Regions from separate parts of the Rattus norvegicus genome. Here region 2 is linked to region 1. The links are chromatin contacts, called in public Hi-C maps. All regions are on one chromosome and are shown on one strand. The core of a region is the stretch at or near the end of the contact, and the rest is flanking DNA. Distances in the headings are between cores, read along the strand shown.

Region 1 (5,838 bases), core at 1,592-4,091:
ATTTGAACTCAGGACCTCAGGAAGAGCAGTCAGTGCTCTTAACCACTGAGCCATCTCTCCAGCCCCCACCAGCTGATTTTCTAAGCCTTCTCTTGCATCCAGACATTTGCCCAAACTGGTCCCCATGTGAAACGTAATCCATTTCCTTTCCAATTCCTTTCTAATATCAAGCCTCCCTCAGTTCTCAGAATCCCCTCTATCAGGAAACCCTAATGTCTTCAGGCTAGAGGGAGAGGTCTGGACTCCCACAGACCTGTTAACTCCCCAATCCCAGCCTTGTCTACTCTGGGTCATCACAGAGGGTAACTATGTCCCCAGGACCATTCAGCATGGAACAAGGACTCTGAAGACGTCAGTGAGCAGCGTATGAATTCACGAATGAATGAATGAATGAATGAATGATAGGATGGAAGAAGGGAGGCCAGACTACGGCCTTTGGCTTGCAACCTGTGAGTGAAGGGGAAACATGAAAAAGCTTGAAGGGAGAGGTGGGGAAGACTCACTGCGGGGAGGAGAGGGGATGGGGTCTCCAGGGCAGGGCTAGGGCACCTGGTAGCGCCGGATGAGGGCCTCATTCTTCCGGCGAAGAGCCTCAATCCTCTTGTCCAACTCCGCGTCCTTTTCCTCCTTTGATTTCAAATCTAGTGTAGTAGCCTGTGGTGAGGATGCAGTTAAAAGGCGGAAAGAAAAATCTTCCTACCACACAGGCATTTTACCCAGTATTTGAGGCTCTGGTCTCTGTAGCCTACCTCCCCTCCCCTCCCTGCCCCACCCCAGCTCACCATCTTTGGCTGTGATCTTCCTCACAGAAAACACATGTAGCACTGGGAGCTCCTGAAGGCAGAGAGAACAGTTTGTTAAGATCAACAGTATTCTGAAAAGGTATCTCCTCTCCTTTTTGAGGGTTCCAAAAACACAGACTTACAGAAAAATGCACTTGCACTTCAGCAAGGGAATTCTCAAGTACTGGCCTCGCCTCTCTCCTAAAGAAATACAAACCCTGCCCTTCAATTTTAGATCCACCCATGCAATTAGTCAGACCCACCTTGGGAAAATTCTGACCCCACCCCTGTAACTAATACTCATTCCTCCCAAGATGTCAGTCCAGACTCATTTCCTATAATAATTTTAGCCAGGATCTGGATCTCAGGTCAGCTACAACCTTTCCTTCCAACCCGCACAAGTAATGTCTAGAGGGCCAGAGGAATAGCTCCTGGAGTAAAGGGGCTTGGTGCCAACCCTAAAAACCTGAGTTCATTCCCCAGAACCCACGAAGTAGAAGAGAACTGACTTCCACCAGTTGTCCTCTGACCTCCGTGTGATTACACATCCATGCACAAAATAAATAAAGCAGAATGAAAAACAGTTCTAACTCTGAGACAACTTTAGTCTGTAGCTCCCCTAAGCCCAGCCCCACCAGCTGAAAAGGCACTCATCCTACCAAGGCGGAAAAGATTCAGCAAGCAGGCCCAGGATCCACTGCAGGGGCCTTCCTGGAACGGACTTGACCTTCATAGTGATACTCAAGGCAGAAGACAGAACTTCTACAGAGGCTTACAAGAGAAAACTGCCAGCTGCAACCACACCCGACCTCCAAAAACCTCCGTGGTCCCACCCCTAACTAGGGTGAAACTTCAGGCCCCTCCTTTCCGGCCAGATTCTGGCCCCGCCCCTGCCTCTGAGTTCCCTACTTCCTTGCCTGTGTTCTGCTGCACTCCCAGGTCAGTAAAAACTTTCTAGCTCCATTCCCGCCATTTGCCATTCTCCACCAGCACCCTAGCCCCACTCGCGAAATCCCTGAAATCTTAGCTCCACTTCCATCCAGTCTCAGCCAGCCCCTGGACCCTCCACTAGCTTCTGGGCAATCATCAGGACCCACCACCAGAACCAAGAAACTTTCCTGCCTCGCCCAAGGGATCTCTGCCCCAAACTCTAGCCCCATTAAACACTAAAACCACGTCATAGTGAAATAATCATTGCCCAAAACACTGAGAACAATATTCTGGCTACACCCCCAGCATCTTGGCCAAACTAGCCTAACGCCTCAGTTCAATCCTCACCTCTTCACTTAAAGCCCTGCCTCTTTCCCCACTCCCCTCGAAGCTTTGGCCCCGCCCCGAGCAGGCCAATCTCTTAGCTCCGCCCCTGGCCCTCATAACCACGCCCCCGTAGCACCCCCTACCGCCAAGACGAACTTGTAAGGCCCCAAGCAATACTCTAGCCCCGCCCTCAGTTCACTCCGCCCACCGACCTTTACCCCGCCCCGCGCCGTTTTGACCACTCCCCCAATTCGCCCGCCTACCGCCCAAACCCCACCCCTTACACGCCCAACACTTTAGCCCCGCCCCAAGTTTTTATCGTGCCAACGCCCAGACTCCGCCTCTTACCCCCACCCTACACTATTTGGTCCCGCCCCCAGCGTCTCCGCCCAACGTCCCGAGCCTGCCCCCTAATCCTCTAGGCAAAACTCTGGCCCCACCCCCAGCCCAGACACAGCTTTGCAAGGCCCGCCCCGCTAAGTCAACCACCCAGGCTTGGGGCCCGCCCGCACCCGCTCGTCTGGCCCTGCCCACACGTTCACGGCCCAACCTCAGCACCCCTCAAGCGACCCATGTGGGCGTCGCGTCCCCGCCCCCCGCAGAGTACCCTGACCCCGCCCCCGCCGGCAGCTCGTCTCTATCCGCGCGCGTTCACGCTCCCTCACGTGGGCGAACAGGCCCCGCCCTCTCCGGGCGCGCACCCGGCCCCCTCCCCCGGTCACCTGTCCCGGAGACCCCGCGGTGTCTGCGACTCCGGCTCCGTCCGCCTTCGCGTCCGCAGCTCCCGGGCCTCACGCGTCACTTCCGGGCCACACCACGTGAAGAGAGGAAATAAGTGGGGCACTTCCGGTCTTGACATCCCATTTCCGGGTGCCTTAAAGGGTCCGCACCCCCTCAGGCTCTGCAGAAGGTGGCAGAAGCGTGTTTGTTCTGTCTGGTCTCAGGGGATGGACATGTAGCACTAAATCTCTGGGTTCCTTTTTTGGTTTAGACTTTTATCACCCGGAGCCACTGGTTCCCGATTTTACTAGGTAAAAATTAGACATTATACAGGGACCCCTGAAAACCTAAATTGGTTTCATTACCTCTTCTTGCTAATGAAACCTTAGTTATAGAAACTAACCAATTCATAAAAATATAAAGTTTTGGGGCTGGAGAGATGGCTCAGTGGTTAAGAGCACTGCTCTTCCAGAGGTCCTGAGTTCAAATTCCAGCAACCACATAGTGGCTCACAATCATCTGTAATAAGATCTGATGCCTTCTTCTGGTGTGTCTGAAGACAATTACAGTGTACTTATATATAATAGATAAATAAATCTTATATATATACATATATATAATTTTTTAAAATCAACTATATAAAGCTGGGCAGTCCCAGCTTTATATCAACTATATAAAGTCCTGGTAGATGCCTCTAATTTCAGCACTTGGGAGACTGAGACAGAAAGATTACCTCGGGGTCAAAAACAGCAGGATAGATGATAGATAGATAGATAGATAGATAGATAGATAGATAGATAGATAGATAGACAGACAGACAGACAACCAGGGCTACATAGATCCTCTCTCAAAGGAGAAATAAAAGCAGGGTGACGTGGCTGAGAAAGTAAAGGCACTTGGCCAATTATGATGACCTCTGTTTGAACCCTGGACTTTGAGATGCACACCCTCTTTTACCTGTTGAGCAACGTACTGGCACTTGAATTATTCTTTTTTTTAAATATCTGTACTGGCTCAGTTTGTTGTCAACCTAACACAAGTTAGAGTCATCAGAGAAGACAAAGCATCTGTTAAGAAAATGCCTCCACGAGATCCAGCTGTAGCATTTTCTCAATTACTGATTGATGGGGGAGGACCTAGCCCATTGTGGGTGGTGCCATCTCCGGACTGATAGTCCTGGGTTCTATAAGAAAGCAGGCAGAGATGGCTGTGGGGAAGAAATCAGTAAGCACCACCCTTTCATGGCCTCTGCGTCAGCTCCTGCCTCCAGGTTCCTGCCCTGATTGAGTTCCTATCCTGACTTCCTCCAATGATAGATTGTGATATGAAAACAGAAATCAAATAAACCCTTTCCTCCCAACTTGCTTTTTGGTCATGATGTTTCATCTCAGCACTAAAATGTTGACTAAGACAATATCTCAGTTGTCCCCAAACTCCTGATCCTCCTGCTTCAGCCTCTTCAGTATGAAGGTAGGATTATAGGTCTGAGCATTTCTTCCCACAAAAATTGACCACCTTAAGCTGCTGTGAGATAGCCCATCTGACAAATGGCCACAATTTGTCCAACCCATCTCACTGAAATTCAACAGGGATAGTTCTACCTCTGTGTGTGTGTGTGTGGTGTAGACGAAGCAAGCTTGTGAACAAGTTCTGTCACTTAGCTACATCCTCAGCCCAATTTTGTTGTTATTTCTTTTAAATTGAAATATATACCGGTCCTAGGCAGTGGTGGTGAACACCTTTAATCCCAGCACTAGGGAGGTTGACTGTGAGTTCAAGGTCAGCATGGTCTACATAGTGAGTTTCAGGACAGCCAGAGCTACATAGTAAGACCCTATCTCACAAAATTAAAATTAAAAGTTTTATATATATACATATCTGTGTGTGTGTGTGTGTGTGTGTGTGTGTGTGTGTTTACTTTTTTTTTTTCCGGAGCTGGGGACCGAACCCAGGGCCTTGCGCTCGCTAGGCAAGCGCTCTACCGCTGAGCTAAATCCCCAACCTCGTGTGTGTGTGTGTGTGTGTGTGTGTGTGTGTGTGTGTGTGTGTGTTTGACATGTGTATTGTATATATATATATATGTGTGTGTGTGTGTATATGCATGATATATATGTGTGTATATATGAATATATATATGATGCTTGTGGGTGTTTTACCTGCATGTATTTCTGCGCACCATTTGAGAGCCATCATGTGGTTGCTGGGAACTGAAATTGGTTCCTCTGTAAAAGTACTAAACATGGGGCTGGAGAGATGGCTCAGTGGTTAAGAGCACTGACTGCTCTTCCACAGGTCCTGAATTCAATTCCCAGCAACCAAACAGTGGCTCACAACCACCTGTAATGGGATATGATACCCTCTTCTTGTGTGTCTGAAGAGAGTGACAGTGTATTTATATAAATAGATAAATAAATACTCTTTTTTTTAAGTACTAAACATTCTTTTTTCTTTCTTTCTTTCTTTTTTCGGAGCTGGGGACCGAACCCAGGGCCTTGTGCTTGCTAGGCAAGTGCTCTACCGCTGAGCTAAATCCCCAACCCCAGTACTAAACATTCTTAACTACTGAGCCAATCTGCACATTTTAGTTTTTTGCGATAGATTTTTCCTCTGTGTCTAAGCTGTCTTCAACCTCCAGAGGATTCTCCTGCCTGTCTCCTGAATGCCTGAATTACAGATACGAACTATTCTGTAGCAGCCCATGCCTGCTTTCTCATTGTTTTAATTTGGGGGAGGAAAGGAAGCACACAAGCTGTGGCACATGTGTAGACCAGAGAAAAACCTACAGAAGTTAGTTCTCTCCTACCATGTGAGATCCAGAAATAAACTCAAGCATAAAGACTAGGCAGGAGGCTCCTGGACCTGCCTAGCCAGAGCCACCTTGCCTGCCTATTTTGTTTTGTTTTGTTTTGTTTTGGGGGGGTTGTTTTTTGAGGTAAAGTCTCACAGTGTAGCTCTGACTGGCCTGGAACTCTCTGTTGTAGACCAGGGTTTCTCAAAGGCATAGAGATCCATCTGCCTTGGATGGATAACAGGGAAGGACCATCATGCCCAGGCTAAGGATTTGTTTCATTTTTTTTTA
Region 2 (5,838 bases), core at 1,134-3,633, 35 kb after region 1:
TGGTGGCCGATGACAGTAAAGGCAATTCAGGGGAAACAGAGGGCTGTGGGCTTATGGGAGGGGAATCTGAGGGAGCCACATCTTCTGCCTTCCTGAGCATCTCCACTAGAAGGAAGTGTATGTGTTTCAAGAGTCCAAGGGCACTGTGCACACAGTGGCTCACAAAAGTGCCACGTCTGGGGCGTGATGTGGTGGCACACACCTTTAATCCCAGCACTTGGAAGGCAGAGGCAGGAGGATCTCTGTGAGTTGGAGGCCAGCCTGGTCTACAGAGCAAGTTCCAGGGCAGCCTTGGCTACATAGAGAAACTTTGGGAAGGGGGAGTGCCGAGTCTGATCTAGTCATATAAGGGGACAATACAGTTGGCTTCCTTGTTTCTGGATGGTACAGCCAGTCTGAAAATGTCCTAAGTTGAGGGCTGGTGAGATGGATGAACAGATTGCCGTCAGACAGGAGAACCTGAGTCCAGCGTCCAGACCCGTATTATAGGAGGAGAGAACTATTCTCCATGAATTGTCCTCGGACCTCCACAGAAATACTGTGACTTTAAAACTATTGTTTTCATTTTCTTTTAAATATTTTTAATATCTTTAATACGATTTAACTGATTAATTTTTCATAAGTATTGTATGGGCCTCTGGAAGAGCAGTCAGTGCTCTTAATCACTGAGCTACCTCTTCAGCCCTCTCCTCCTTTTTTTTTTTTTTTGGTTCTTTTTTTCGGAGCTGGGTACCGAACCCAGGGCCTTGCGCTTCCTAGGTAAGCGCTCTACCACTGAGCTAAATCCCCAGCCCCCCTCTCCTCCTTTTTTTTTTTTAAGATTCATTTTTGTGGGCTGGAGAGATGGCTCAGCGGTTAAGAGCACTGACTGCTCTTCCAGAGGTCCTGAGTTCAATTCCCAGCAACCACATGGTGGCTCACAACCATCTGTAATGGGATCTGATGCCCTCTTCCCCTCTTCTGGTGTGTCTGAAGACAGCTACAGTGTACTTATATAGAATAAATAAATACAACTTTTTTTTTAAAGAAAGGAAAAGAAAGAAAGAAAGATAAAAGGAGAAGCAATTTGAAGGTGGAAGGCATATTCTGGCTCATGGTTGGAGGGGACCGTCCACCAGGGCAGTAAAACCTGGCGGCAGGAACCTGAAGCAGTTGGTCACATTATACCCACACTCGGGAAGCAGAGACAGGGGATCACTCTTGTTCATGCTCTTTCTCCCTTTTTTGTCTGGAATCCTGGCCCATGGAATGGTGCTGCCCAAACTTACAACAGGTTAGTCTTCTCCCTCAATGAACTCGATCTAGAGACTCAGAAGTTTGTCTCCGAGAGACTGTGAGGACCCTCCTGTCAAGATGAGACTCACTGCTAATTATCACACAGTGTCTCAGAGAGAATCATTTCTCAGCCAGGAGACCACCAGAAAAGCTGAGGCCAGGCTGGGCTATACACAGTGAGATGCTGTTTCCAAACAATGGCCACCATAACTTCACAGTCCGCCTTCATCCCATTCCCTCTCTCCTCAGCCTCACTGTATCTTCTACTGGCATCAAATCCCTTTGTCTCACATGGCCTACTGCACTGTCTCAAAGGATATTTTCTTTTTCTTTTTTTCCTTTTTTGTTTTGTTTTGTTTTGTTTTGTTAAGACAGGGTTTCTCTGTGTAGCCCTGGCTGTCTTGCAGCACTCCGTAGACCAGGCTGGCCTTGAACTCACAAAGGTTCACCTGCCTCTGCCTCCCGAGTGCTGGGGTTAAAGATGTGAACCACTGCAGCCTGGCTTATAGCTTATTCCTAATTTTTTTTTAAATAGAAAATATAAGTAGTTTTAGCTAGAGCTGGTGTGATCGATGGCAAAATCTTTTTTTTTTTTCTGTCTTCCACTGCTCATTTACGTTTTGCTTCGTGCATGGGTGACTGTGCAGGTATGCAGGCTCTCTTGAGGACTACCTTCCTGCTTTGAGACCGGATTTCCACCAGGCTACCCCTCCCCACCCCCACCATGGAGCTCTGGGGATCTGCCCTTGGCTTCAACCCTCAATGCTAGGGTTACAGGCACAAGCAGCCACACCCAGCCTTTCACGTGGGATCCAAGGATTCAAACTCAGGCTTGAGTTTTCCCCATGGGGCCAACTCCCCGTCCTATTGTCCTATTTATGTTTTATGGGGCTGGGGCTAGAACCCGAGGCAAGTGCTAAGTCACTAAGCTCCACCCCAACTCTCCCTTCAGCATCTTAAGTAGTTCTGCAGACTCGTGCCCTCCTTTTCTTTCGAGACAAGTTTCTCTTGTCGTTGAACTCCCAGCTTCCTGCTTCACCTCCTAGTATTGGCAACTGATCCAGGGCGTCAAGCACGCCCGCCTCATGCCAGCCTCTCAGCTCGCCTTTGGAGGGTAAAGTCCATCCCAGTGGCTGGGGCAGCCCTGGACGTTTGATTGGGTGTCTGGCTTGCTCACAGGCTCGCTCACACCTCTAGCAGCACATGCACGTGCACACTACACACATAGGAGCATGTGTGCACACACACCTGTACACTCATGCACACACACACCAATTTGGGACAGGATTTCCCTCTGGAGCCTAGACCGGCCTCTGACTCATTATGTCCACACTAACCTCCAGTCTTCCACATTCATTTTCTCTTCTTTCCTTTCCCTTCCTTTCTTCCTTTTTTTTTAAAAAAAGGTTTACTTTATGCATGTGAGTACACTGTAGCTGTCTTCAGACACACCAGAACATAGCTTCAGATCCCATTACAGATGGTTGTGAGCCACCATGTGGTTGCTGGGATTTGAACTCAGGACCTCTGGAAGAGCAGTCAGTGCTCTTAACCACTGAGCCATCTCTCCAGCCCCAGAGACAAGCTTTCTTGATACAGCCCTGAACTCATTCTGTAGACCAGGCTGGCCATGGATTTAGAGATTCACCTGCCTCTGCCTTCTGAGTGCTGGAATTAAGTGTGCTCCATCACCCTCAGTCCTCCATTTTCTGCCTCAGTCTGAGTACTAGGTTCACAGGTTTGAGCCAACACATTTACCTCTTGGTTGGTTCTACAATTTGAATATTTTGTGGGTAGGAAAGATGGCTCAGGCAGTAAAGTCCTGGCTATATAGCATGAGGCCTTGTGTAACATAGTTCAGACCTCTAGACAGTTGCTCACAAGATGTTATGAAGTCTTGTGCATACTGTTAGTGTGTATGCATGATTCATGTATATAATTTGTGTGTATATGTGCATGTCTGTGTGCATGTATGCATGTGTCTATCTGTATGTTCATGTGTGTCTGCACATGTTTATGTGTGTATATATGTATGTGTATGTATGTCTTTGTGCTTGTATGTGTGTATATGTATGTCTTTGTGTGTGTGTGTGTGTGTGTGTGCCAGAGAACAACTTGTGGGATTCAGGTTTTGTATTCTATCACGTGGGTCCTAGGGAGCAAACTCTAGTCATCAAGCTTGGCTGTACGCTCCTGTACCAGTGGAATCATCCTGCTCAACCTTTTCATACCTTCTGGGGGCTGTATTCTGTGTTTTCAACTCGATGACTCTCACCTCTATTATTTTAGGTCTATCGAGATTTTCCAGCCCTAGAATATTCATTTGGTTTTTTTATACCATGTGTTGCTGATTCCAGGTATGCCAGGAACCTGTTCGTGTGACTATAGTTTTTAAGTTTGTGTACCCTGGGCTTACATTCAACTTGCTATTTAGTGGAGATCTGCCTGTCTCTGCCCCTGCCTGGTCTACTTTTCCTTGGTTAAGGATTTGTTTTTATTCTGTATGTATGTGATTGCCCACATATGTGTGTATACCATATGTATGCGTGGGCTCTGTAGAGGATAGAGGAGGGTATCGGAAAGATCCCTTTGAGTTACGACTGGTTGTGAGCCACTGCGTGGGTACTGGGGGACCTGAACCAAGTCCTCAGTGAGGTGGTACTCAGAACCACCAAGCTGACTCTCCCGCCTCCACATTTCCTTCTTTTCACAGACCCAAACACTGGGAGTAGAACATTTCCCCCTTGCATCAAAGACGCAGGGGTACTTACAGCCAGGAGCTATGCTGTGCAAACCCAAGAGGCTCCTAGAAAAATAAACCCAGGAGAAAAGGAAGCAGCTGCAGCCACTGTGGCCACTGTCCAAGGAATGCAGGAACTACGTGGCCCTACACCTTCCCAGGAAGAGGTTCAGCACCTCTGCTCTGCACATGTCTCCAATCCACCATGGCTGCTTTGGAGAAAGAAGGACTTTTGTCTACAAGTTTATTTCCTTCTTAAAACCTATCACAGTGTGTAGGGGGTAGGGGGTGGTGTCAGGTGGTGGTGGTGCATGCCTTTAATTCCAGCACTCAGGAGACAGAGGGGAAGGCAGATCTCTTGAATTCAAGACTAGCCTGGCCTACAGATTGAATCTCGGGAAAGTCAGGGCTACACAGAGAAACGCTGTCTCAAAAAACATAAAACAAAACAGACAAAATATCACTGTAGCTGGAGTGATGGCAGTTAAGAGTACTTGATGCTCTGGTTTGGATTCCAGCACTCACACGGTGGCTCACAAAGATATATAACTCCAAGGTCCAGAGGAACCAATGCCCCGTCCTGGCTTCTGGGGCACCAGGCAAGAATGTGGTGCATATAAACACATACATGCAGGTGTTAACAACTATACACATAAAATTAAAAAGTAAATTCACTTAAGTGGGACCAGTGAGATGGCTCGGTGGGTACAGGTGATCCCTGGAACCCTCTGAGTCCTCTGACCCCCACGAGCACTCCTTGGTGTCTGGCATAGGTACCCAACCCATCAGGTTTGACAGCACATAACTTTGGCTGTTGGGTCATTTTGTTGTCCCTATAACATATATATACATATATGTTTCTCTGTGTAACAGTTGTCTGAGAACTCACTCTGTAGACCAGGCTGGCCTCAAACTCAGACCCGCTCGCCTCTGCCTCCTGAGTGCTGGAATTAGAGGAGTGCGCCCACACCAACGGACTTTTTAACATATTATTCTTAAACACAAGCTGTGTAAAGGAGGTGCCCACGGTGGTCATACATCTGCATAGCTGAGTCTGGGCGGAACTTGGCCATCTGGAAAGCTTCTCTCTCAAGACTTAGGAGGGTGACCTCGGGCGGGGAAAGTGATATAGCCAACACATCCAAAAAGCATCTCGTGTTTCTCTCCAAAATCCTGAGTTCAGCCATGGGGGCAGCTGCTAGGATTATGAGTCTAACGGGCTGCCGGGCTGCCTGGTGCACTGAGGTTTTTTTCCTTGTTTATTCTTTGAGATGAATTCTCACTGTTTAGCTCATGCTGAGTATGAACTCGTGATCCTCCTGTCCCAGGAACAGCTGAGAATATAGGTATATACTGCCACCACACTGAGCTTAACAGAGAAAGAAGCCTTTGAAGAGAGCAGAGAGAGGTTGTACAGACAGTAAACTGCTTGGGCAAGCAGATCTCGCTCTGAGTTAACTCCCAGAACCGACAAGGTGGAACATTCTTGACCCACCCTTGCTACTAGGTATGGCCCAGATGAAGGTGGTCTTCCCATGTCAAATGAATTTAAAAGAACCCTCACAGACGTAACCCAGTTGCTTGGGTTTCAGTTAATTCCAGATGCGGTCAAGTTGACAACTGAGAATGGCCATGAAAAGTCTACCCCTTGTCAACTTGATGCGCAGCTATCTTATGTTTAATTTCCAATGCAAACAATAACCAGTCAGGCTATAATCATGTCAGCCTAACCTGATGTAAGTATCCCGAAAGCAGCCACAGACGAATTGTAAATGTTAGGGGTCTGGGGTCTGACTGTAGCACTGACTGTCCTGGAACTCTCA

What was found. A called contact is a pair of places that touch in the nucleus more often than the background predicts.
Region 2: a Hi-C map of liver shows a contact between it and region 1, with 3 times the contacts expected there. The contact joins the enhancer-like site here to the promoter of Ccdc9 in region 1. A contact is called at or near these places in 12 of 12 Hi-C or Micro-C datasets (the A7r5 cell line, the Rat2 cell line, Schwann cells and 7 more) and 1 of 1 datasets of contacts at active chromatin or transcription factors (oligodendrocytes).

The regions. Positions count from the first base shown.
Region 1 is chr1:86,116,945-86,122,782 of GRCr8, forward strand. It overlaps Ccdc9 (coiled-coil domain containing 9), which reads right to left and starts at 2,842. Exons shown (of 14, transcript NM_001401581.1): 1 at 2,762-2,842; 2 at 783-834; 3 at 550-654. The coding sequence starts at 785.
Region 2 is chr1:86,151,973-86,157,810 of GRCr8, forward strand. No RefSeq gene overlaps it. Among named protein-coding and RNA genes, the nearest start is that of Bbc3, 12 kb to the left of the region's middle. Within about 2 kb of position 2,384, at least 6 of the 93 cell types and tissues checked have an H3K27ac peak or open chromatin away from gene starts, as enhancers often do. A contact at or near this core is called in hepatocytes, kidney and liver, where this site is marked.